2 separate regions of the Bicyclus anynana genome follow, and region 1 is linked to region 2. The links are chromatin contacts, called in public Hi-C maps. All regions are on one chromosome and are shown on one strand. The core of a region is the stretch at or near the end of the contact, and the rest is flanking DNA. Distances in the headings are between cores, read along the strand shown.

The links. A called contact is a pair of places that touch in the nucleus more often than the background predicts.
Region 1: a Hi-C map of whole body shows a contact between it and region 2, with 1.8 times the contacts expected there. The contact joins the enhancer-like site here to the promoter of LOC112057845 in region 2. A contact is called at or near these places in 2 of 2 Hi-C or Micro-C datasets (whole body and whole larva).

The regions. Positions count from the first base shown.
Region 1 is chr16:12,222,980-12,228,242 of ilBicAnyn1.1, forward strand. All of the region lies in intron 3 of LOC112057845 (serine/threonine-protein kinase minibrain), which reads left to right. Among protein-coding and RNA genes, the nearest start is that of LOC112057845, 83 kb to the left of the region's middle. Within about 2 kb of position 2,237, at least 8 of the 8 cell types and tissues checked have open chromatin away from gene starts, as enhancers often do.
Region 2 is chr16:12,140,445-12,145,796 of ilBicAnyn1.1, forward strand. LOC112057845 (serine/threonine-protein kinase minibrain) reads left to right here and starts at 2,084. Exons shown (of 13, transcript XR_008251528.1): 1 at 2,084-3,054.

The sequences.
Region 1 (5,263 bases), core at 987-3,486, 83 kb after region 2:
GGGCAAACGACCTCAATCGCACACCGAATGGATACAAAGTCACGGGGTTAATAAACTGCAGAAAGTTAGCCTATCTGTTGTGTAAACATCCGTCCCGATACGGCGGGATCACCTTCCCACCGGCGATGCCGCTCCGCTCGGGCACCAACGCAACGCGATAGGTACGCGTATTTTGATACGGGATGAATTGATATGTCAATGCGTTATCAATACATTATTGTTTAAACAAAACGGTACGGGTGTATGAAAACAAAAATATTCGATATATTTGACGTACTTGTATAAAATGATTGGTGAGAGTGCAATGAAGCTAAGGAAGAGTCGCTAGTAAAAAAACGTGGTCTATATCTATGGGAATGTGTAGGTTATTCTATCTTACGTTTCTCTTAAAAACAAACACCTGTCATTGCCATTGAATATTGAATGGTATGGGTGGATATATTTCACAATTTTATGTGTTTTATTTTCTATTTTCCCGGAAGTTTTTCCCTGAAGTAAAAGTATGTCATACATCCAAGAGTGCCAACGGTGGATAATTTTACGTAGACTCCGCTCTTTGTACTACTCGTATATCTCATGAACCATCAAATATAGACAATTGAAATTAATGTGTATTTCTATTGCCATTATGAATAAAAATAAAATATTTTTTTTTTAAAAGAATACGGGTTAACCTCAACAATCGCTGTGTTACAATTTTTTAAATAAAAAGTATATTGTTAAATCTTATGCTTGTACAGAACCATTCCTATACCGTACTTAACTGTTTCTTACGAATATATTTCCCCGTCTTACAAGGTTTGCCAAGGAGACTTTAGTTTTAGAAGGACAATACAATGATTCTTTTGATATCTCGTTCCAATCTTTTAGCCGTGTATAAATTTGTTGTGCACAATAAAGCGATTCACGTTCATCCGGCATCCTGGAGGCGACGTCTAAAATCAATTGTTTCACCCAATTACCCGACGACATTTACACCCGAAGGGCGCATTGTCGGTGTTCCGATCGGGAAACAATGACTGTTGCTATAACAAACAGTAATTACCTGTTTGTTGTGTTGTGTTGTGTCCTTGTGTGTTATGTCTGTGCGCTTTGACGTCGTGTTCGATAAATTTAATCGTCATTGTGACTGGGGGCCGATACAGCGTTTTGTTTGCTGATGGGGTCGCACTCATCTTGATATACATGCTAATATTGTTTTTTTTTTATTATTTTTTTTTTATAGAAAAAAGCAACATTTGTTAATTTTTTTTTTAATATGACCAATATTCCTGTTCCCCTCCAATTAGTCGGAAAATGCTGTTAGGAGTGTCGACATAAGTCCAGCCGATGGGAATGGGAAACAGGAACCAAGTCCTACCTTTAACATTGGAACTATTAAGGCTTTTGAATATATATAATTATTTTGTTTTTCATTAGGCACTTTTGGAATAGGAACGAAAAAAACACGCAAAAGACAGGTATATGTGAAAAACCATTGGTGATTATTTAACTTGGCTAAATTCTAATAGCAATCGATTCACTGGTCTATGTTATCTATACTAAGTAATATTATAAAGAGGAAAGATTTGATTGTTTGATTGTATTGAATAGTCTCCGAAATTACTAAACCAATTTGAAAATTACTTTTTTTACCCTTAGGAAGCTATACTTTCCCCGGGTTCTATTTTATCCTCGTATTCCTACGGGAACGGGAACTACGCGGGTAAAACCGCGTGGCGTCTGCTAGTATTAATTAGTATAAAACCTTTTACTCAAATAAAAGTAGATTTGGCTTAAATATATCTTGTTTTTAAAAACATGCGTTAAAATCTGAAGTGTGTGAAAGATAATAATTTTTATGTTCCCTTTTTAGACTTCGTCAGATAACAATTTCACGTTTGCATATCAAACTGTGACGGGCGGCTTTCTCTTGAGAAAATATACCATGAATTTCCAAGATAACAGTTAACTCTGAATTATAATAATAAACGTGCGCGATTTTAACGTTTCTCTGTTAATTATTTTAATTAAATCCATCCTTTAGGTTCATTAGCAGGCGGAAGCTCGTCGGAGGCGAGTGTTGGAGCTAACCCTGTTACCGGCTAATAAGCATATTCTGCTCACACAAACGAGACGGAAACGGCGCTAGATGCGGCACACGAGTGACTGCTGTAACTAGACTGTTGCTAGCCGCCTGGCCGGGCCGGCCGGATGAATGGCGTGCGCGTGAGTCGGTTACGGGCCCGAGCCGCCCGGTGACGCAACGTCGCGACACCGCGCGCCGCACCGTTGTTCATACTAGCGGAGACCGTGGACATTTCAGCCCTACTAGGTGATCCATCCGTTCCCTTGGACTTCACTAACGGAACTCACCCATTGTTTGGCCTTACATCTTAAATGTTAATCAAAATGTTTTTTGAAAAATATTTTTTTTAAGTTTACATTATGAATCAAAAAAAATGGTGCAGCAAAAATAAGAATACCTGAACCACGGGCATTGTACACTTCAGCGCCACCTACTGTTTGTATTTTTAGTCGTATGATGTTGCTCCAATGACAAAAAATGTAGTTCACATTGTCCTCTACATTTTTTGTTCAATAAAATTTTCCCTGAAACCCATAGATTCGGAGAAAAACGCGTTTCAAATTTTTTTTTGGATTTTCTCAAAAACAGCAGGAGTGGGGCACCCCGCCAATCTACAGTTAACATCTTTACATGCCCCATAACGTTATATGAAGTCAAACTTTTTCTTGAAATTATCCTGACCCTAAATTACAGATTAACTAACCTATTGTGTTTTTTTTAATTCAATAATAATATTAGGGGTTGGTGGTGTAGGGAGCTCAAATTTTAGGTCTGAATATCCTAATGTCCTTACGATAAATTTAAAAAAAGTATTTAAAGAAAATTCTTGTCCTAAACTGTTGCTAGCCGGATGCGACCGGATGAATGGCATGCGCTTGAGTCGTTTACGAGCCCCACGGTGATGCAACGTCGCGAAGCAAAGTTTACCCGCGCTTTTTTTTAAGAATATATGGCATATCATTCAAATAATATGACTACTATTCCCATTCCCCTCCAACTAAACGGAAAAAACAAGTGTTAGTGTTAGTGCTACAATAGTTCAGCCAGCCAAGATTGAACCACGATTTCTGGGTGATTAGTTCGGCGATGTATTAATATAAAATTAAAAGTATTAAAAAAGTAATATTGTTATAATGTTCCTTGTTTTCAAGTGATTCCAATATTCCTGCCACCATCTCCTTAACTAATGTTAGTATGCAAAATAAGTAAATATTCACGACGCCGTGCCTCGGCATGCGCTTACCGTTCCGTCAATAGCTAGGAGCTGTTGTTCTGTATCCTGTCCGTTAAATGCTACCTAAAAAAACTATTATTTACCATGATTACGATGAACTACTCTAATTAATCACTTCTCCTATAAAAATGTTGTGTTAATATATTTTTAAATTACCCAACACACGGTAAAGATCGGCGGACAACAAGAATTGTGTTTCCTTGCGTTAATTAGCGGTTAAGACTGACCACACGGAAATTCCCCATTTGTTTTAGTCACCACCTTTTCGTCTAAGGTCCGGTTGTTTTCAACGACATTATTGGCTATTTATTATAAATGTACTGTCATAGAGCACTTTCATTGTCTTTCATTTAGGACGAAGAGCGACGACTATAACGATAATATTTATTTATATATTTATAATAACTTTATTGCACATAAAAAGAAAATAACAAAAGAACACATCAATTTTTAGGCAAAAGGCGACCTTATCACTAATAGTGACCTCTTCCAGGCAACCTAAACATAATAATAATATTTGTTATCAGGTTATATTATAAGTGTTCAAACTGCTCCAATGATTAAGCCTATATAGCCTCGGATCGTCCTGGATTGAAATCCAGGACTGAACTTTTAAATGTTGAGCTTTTTCTGTATTCTAAGAAATTTTCTAAAGTTCTCAGTCCAAAGATGGTAAAAGGATGTGCCAGCTGCTTAGGTACCTAGCTGGATCATGTTCGATGAAATTTTGTGAATAAGTAAACTTACAAGAAAAAACTTGATTGTGTTTTCATGAAAAACAAAAATTTCGCATATGCTAAAGTTAGGTTGCTACAGTGTCTGTCGTTTCCGCTAATTTATTAAATACGTAAATAAAACTTATGATATGATGCAAGGCCAACAACAAAGGGTTATTGCATGTCAAATACTAATGGTTCCTACCACTTACAAACGGTACGATTGATAAAGGTTTCCGCCTGACATCATCCGAGTAGGGATGTGCGAGGGGGTTTAGTTTAGTCGAAACTATAAGAGAACTAATAATTGAAAAGTTATGTATAAAAATATTGATATTTGTAACTAGGCCGGAGAATGCGATGACCCACGTCTTGTACACAAATGATACGAGAGTGTAAACAGATTTCTAACGTCATGTCTAGACTGATAAGCCGTACCTCCTATACCGTTACCGTCTTATGAGTAATCCACTACGTCAGTTGCTTAATAAAATATTGTATAATTAATTTTTGGTAGGATCTAGATGTACATAAGATTTAGATATTAAAAATATTAAGATATTATAGAAGTATTTATCAGTTTAGATATATTAAACGTTTTAGTGTCGCATAAATTAAGTCTCTTATTTCAAGTAGACTTAGTTTACAAATCATCACCATCATCAACTCACTGCTGAGCACGAGTCTCCTCTCAGAATGAGAGGGGTTAGGCCAATAATCTACCACGTTGGCCTAATGCGGATTAGCAGACTTCACACACGTAGAGATTTACCGTTTAAGATACGTGATATTTAATTCCTTAAAATTCACATAAGTCAATAGTTGGAGGTGCACGCCCCGGACCGGATTCGAATCTACGCCCTCCGAATCAAAGGCAAATGTCATATCCACTGGGCCATTACGGCTCTCAGTTTTCAAATATGTATTACAATATTAATATCGAGTTGGAGGCACCACTTATTTTTTATTGGTAACAACAGTAATTTTAACGGGAAATAAAATTATGTTACATTTTAAGAGGGAAGTTAGTTTGCAATGAATCGTTTTTGCTATAATATATTGTGGTATTCTAATGATTAATGGAAATGATCTTCATTATATTAAAAAACGCTGTCGGTTTTTGGAAATCGAATTTAGTATAACGAAAAGTTTACCCCATCCCTACGTCCGAGTGGCAAATTGCACACGCATGCCTCGGTGGGGTGCCAATAATATCGACGGAGGACGGACCTTATTTGTCGCATT
Region 2 (5,352 bases), core at 834-3,333:
CTGCATTTTTGTTTTCAGATGTGTTAAAAAGTACTGATCAAACTTATCCAGTGCATTCTGCAATGCAACTTTATATGGTTTCCAAGTTATTTATGAACATCAACAAAATTGACCATTTTCCCATGGTGAATTACTCAATATTGAGCGATACTTGGTAAACAGTTTAAATGTGTGGAACAACATGTTTTTCAGGTAGGAGTACTTTAATGAGTTTTAAATCTAGATAAAAAAAATAGTCTACATTTTTTAGATTCAGATTTCAAAAAATATTATTTAGCATCGTTCAGAAGCCTCTTCATGCAAGTTCAACTCGCACTAGTTCAATTTTTGATATAAAATAAACATCGTTGTTGTTATCACTATTAACCCATATTCGGTTCACTGCTGCTCGAGTCTCCTCTCAGGCTGAGATGGGTTAGGCCAATAGTCCACCACGCTGGCCCAATGCGGATTGGCAAACTTCACTCACGCAGAGAATTAAAAAAATTCTCTGGTATGCAGATTTCCTCACGATGTTTTTCCTTCACCGTTGGAGACACATATTTAATTTCTTAAAATGCACACAACTGAAAAGTTAGAGATGCATATGCCCCGGACCGGATTGGAACCCACACCCTCCGGAAACGGAGGCAGAGGTCATGTCCGCTGGGCTATCACGACTCTCATATCTTCCAATTAAACAAATTTTGGAGAAGTAATGATTTTTGTAACTATTTATTTTAAATTTTTTCTTGATATTTATTTATTAGCCAGCTCCTACCCTTTCTCACACAATGTCACACTTAAACAATCCTTACTGAATGACAAAATTTATGGATGGCTTCATTATTATTATATTTAACTTTAGTGAATAGATAATTAAACGAGTTGTTAGGACTAACTGGTTAATGTTTTTAATCATTAGCAAATGCATGCACATCGTCTGTTACATGATTCTCCATGGAAATTAAAAGGCTATTCATCATTATCAACCCATATTCGGATCATTGCTAGAGTCTCCGAGGGGTTAGGGCAATTGTCCACTACGCTGGCCCAATATGGATTGGCAAACTTCACATACGCAGAGAAATAAGAAAATTCTCTGGTGTGCCTGTTTCTTCACGATGTTTTCCTTCACCGTTTGAAACATGTGATATTTAATTTCTTAAAATGTACACAATTAAAATGTTGGAGGTGCATGCCCCGAACCGGATTCGAACCAACTCCCTCCGGAATCGGAAGCAGAGCACATATCCAGTCGGCTATCACGGCTCAAATAGGCTATTATTATTAATCATTAGTGAATCAACATGTCATCTATAAATAGCCTCAATAGGTAAACTATAAGCAGTTGAACTCGTTACCCAGGTTTGGTGGTTCCATTGCCACCCGTTGGACTATTGTCGTATCCGACTATAGGACGAAAAGGGAGGGGAATGGGAATGTTGCTCTTAATTAGAAGGTGTGGCAAATATTCCATTATAAATAGAACATATAAGTACGTTATATATGATACTCAAACGTTGGTATGATGATAGGTACCCAATTAAAATTTTAAAATTTGAAATCATGCTATTTTTTTAATTACTGTCCTACTTGCTGTTTTTTTACAATTTCAAATACATACGTATGGTGCAATTAAACTAAATCTATAAAACATAAAAAAAACATACTAATGTTACAAAATATTTATGTTATCCACATTCATTTATAGAATAGATATAGATAGACATTCATTAACATTTTAATCATGTAGAACAAAGTAATTTCTACCAAAATCTTAAAACTACCAAGCGTATGGGATCATTAATGTAGATTATATCCACTTTTGTCTATGGTGAAAGCTAAAGTAATTTCATTTTACGCACCGTATTTCGTAATTAGTATTCCTTTTTATAAAGGTTTTTTACGTTTACTTATTCTGAACAATTAGATGTTCAAATACTAAAAAATCTTGACTAGATTTTTTTACTTTTAAACACATTTATCGTTGTAATATTTTATAAAATATTCTGTAAAACTCTATTCCAAACCGATTTTAAAATGGAACGTACTGGCGACCATAGCGTTCAAAAATAAAAACGACCACAGACAAAGTTGTGTGCTTTTCATCGAGTCTGCCATGTTTTGTCCTACTTGTCGCGCTTGATCAACGCGTTCGCGATTTCTGTTGTAAACTATTATTTTACTGAATGTTTCACAGGCTGTGTTTTGTTTACAAATAGTGTAGTTAATGACTATAATTACTCTAATGAAACGTGTTATCTATCAATCGCTTTTGATATTGATGTATAATGGTGTAGTTCGCATTTCATAAAAATTTGAAAATGTTCACAAGCCTGCTATTGCAGCCGTGAACAGAGAGATTCCGTCACGATTTTGAAATCGCTACAAATAATTCGGTATAGTGTTATTAAAGTAAGTTCGATACTGTGACGCAACCCACGTGCACATAATTTACCAAGCATCTCATGCACATTTGTTATTATTTTGTTCGCGGCCCGCGAGTTCGATTCGAGCCCGCAAGGATCGGATCGAAGAAGGGAAATCGTGTCGTCCGTCTTGCTCTTTCCCGTCGCGGCGCGTTCGGTTGCATTCATTCATTTTCATAAACCGAAATAGATTTTTTGGTGTAGTGCAATAGTTGTTGTTGTGTGGGTCCTTGGGTGCAGAGGGTGCCGAGTGCGCTCGGTGTCGGTGCCCACGTGACGCGGCCGAGTGTTTGGGTGGCGGGCTGGTACGCGCCAGTCGCAGTGCGGAGCGGCGGAGGTGGATCGTGTTTACCCGCGAGTGCAGCTTCGAGTGCGTGCGGAAGTGCGGAGGCATGTGCGGATGACACCGCCGTCCGATGAGACGGCGCCTTGAGCCAGTGTACGAGTGCTAAATATTATGTTCCTTGGGTTATGAGTGTGTGACAAAGTTGTAGTGTACTGAGGACACTGGAGCCCCTAGACGGAGTTGGGCCCGCTGGGGCGGCCCTGGTGCTTCTCGGGGCTCCGCACGAAGGCAAAATGGCAGCGTGGAACCGCCATCACCACTTCAACATGCTCATGGACGAGAATGCCAAAAATAAATGTAAGTACCCCTTCGCCCGCCAACTCTTATTGTTGCAGCATGGTGGGTCTAAACTCCATATCGCACCTGTTTTACGGAGAAAGGCCTAGGCCTGTAGTGTAAAATAGGCCCTCACATTGATGATGATGATCATTAGCCTTTCCCTAAATATTCACCTTTTTCACTATTTGCTATTATATAAAAAATATGGCTAGTGTCACTAATATATATTTTTTGAATATTCCCCAGTAACATATTGTAAACAACTTGCAGCCAGGCATTCAATATTAGTAATTGTACATCAAACAGCCCTCATATTTGCAAATTTACAACTCTTTACAGTTTTGTATGAAATCAGAAATATTCAGTAGTACAAGAAGTTTTAAAGTTTTGACATGATGTATGATATCAAATGTGCCCTACAAACATTTATTTGTTATCAAGGTAAATGTGATTGGTGCCATAAATAAGGAAACAACATTAAAACATTAATTTTGAAGTCTATACTTTGTTTACATAGAAAAGATTCTGTCATAAACATAATGGCAAAATTTAATTGCTGCATTAATTCTATATTTCTTGACATTGTGTAAACTAAATTGACCAGCCTATATAAAAATTATCCCAATTGTTTGGACCATTCTCATGTGTTATGCTTAGCAACACATTTGGCCATTCATTTATTTATTTTATATAGTTTGAAAAACTTAAATTATCCTTTCAAATAGTAACAGCCTTTATTCAAAAGTATTTGTGTGATTCAGCCTTAATAAAGTTTAAACTTGATAACAAAACCTAAAGTGCAAGTTCTATCTGTGAAAATCATAAAATTGTCGACAAACATAAATAATTGTAATGTTGTACAACTGTTTTGTACCAATAAATACTTCATCTGCTGCTATCTTTTATAAATACAGAACCCAAGGACTATGCAATATTTTCACAGTAACTACACTACTTGTAAAATTTGTAAGAAGGTTGTGATAAGAAGATAAAAATATATTGCATTATTTAGATAACTTTTATTAGCTAACTGGACCTTGCATACTGGCTCTATGATGATTACTATAGGTATTTCCTGTTTATTCACAATTGATTAGTTGCTAAGCAAGTTTGCAGTCTAATAGTGTATTATTATGACTTGTTGCTAACTCACAACTAGCACAGGCTTTTTTGGCTTTAGAAGTATCTTTTTGTTAATTCTGGGCCTTTTTCTTTTTTTTTTATTTAACAATCTCACCTGATGGTAAGTGATGATGCAATCTTGGATGGAAGCAGGCTAACTTGTTAGGAGTAGAATGAAATTCCACAACCCTTTCGGTTTTAACACAACATCATACTGGAACACTAAATTGCTTGGAGGTATGTTTTTACCGAGCCTTTTCTGTACAATGCTAGCCATTGTACGTAAGTCCATTGGTGCTGTAGTCACACCAGCCAGCCGTACTCACTCCATAAGCTTAGCAGGCCATCCAGGTTACCGAGTGTGAAGTGTTGCTGGCAGCCAATGTACGCAACACTTTGTTCAGTCCAGCTGTATTTAAACATAACACGTGTCAGTGTACTCATTTTATATTCTGCACAGAGGACTGTTAGCGACACCTACTCAAAGAAGTATATCTAGACAGATAAAAAGTATCCATTGCATTCTCTCAAAAAACATAACAAGTTACACGCTGATTTGTGTAAAAAAAAAAACAATGCAATTCAATATTTTTTGCTGTTGTGATGTGTGCCATCAACTTGTTGCTAATTTTAAGTTACCAGTTAACTTGATTTTCGGATTCTAACACCCCTGTGTCAGGCTCAAATGTATTCACTGTCAAGGTTAAGGATGGAGGAGTTAAATATATTGGTGAGAATATGGTCCAGGATGTCAAAATCGTATCATTTGATTGACAATTGTACACCAATTAGCTGTCTATCAACCTTTCTGTTCACACCTTTTGCTTTATTGCTAAAGGGGATAGAGGAATATTACTTGTGTTTCCATAGCAAAGAAAACAAGAATTTGACAAATATTATTGGGTCAGACCAGGCTTGCAAGTTCCAGTGGTGTGCACATCATAGATGAACTGTCTGCTGTGAGGAATCATTATAAAACTGTATTGGTATTTTAAATTTTATACAATTTGAATGCATAGTGACTATTCCTTTATTAAAGCCATACTCTATGTAAACTGCTTACCGACAAACAAATTAGAAATTAAGGTAGAAAATGCATGTCATTTCATAAGTTATGTAGGTATTTTAAATGATTGTTATTGTACAAAATGTTATTCAAAATATATTAACTATGTCTAATTATTGTTCTTAGCT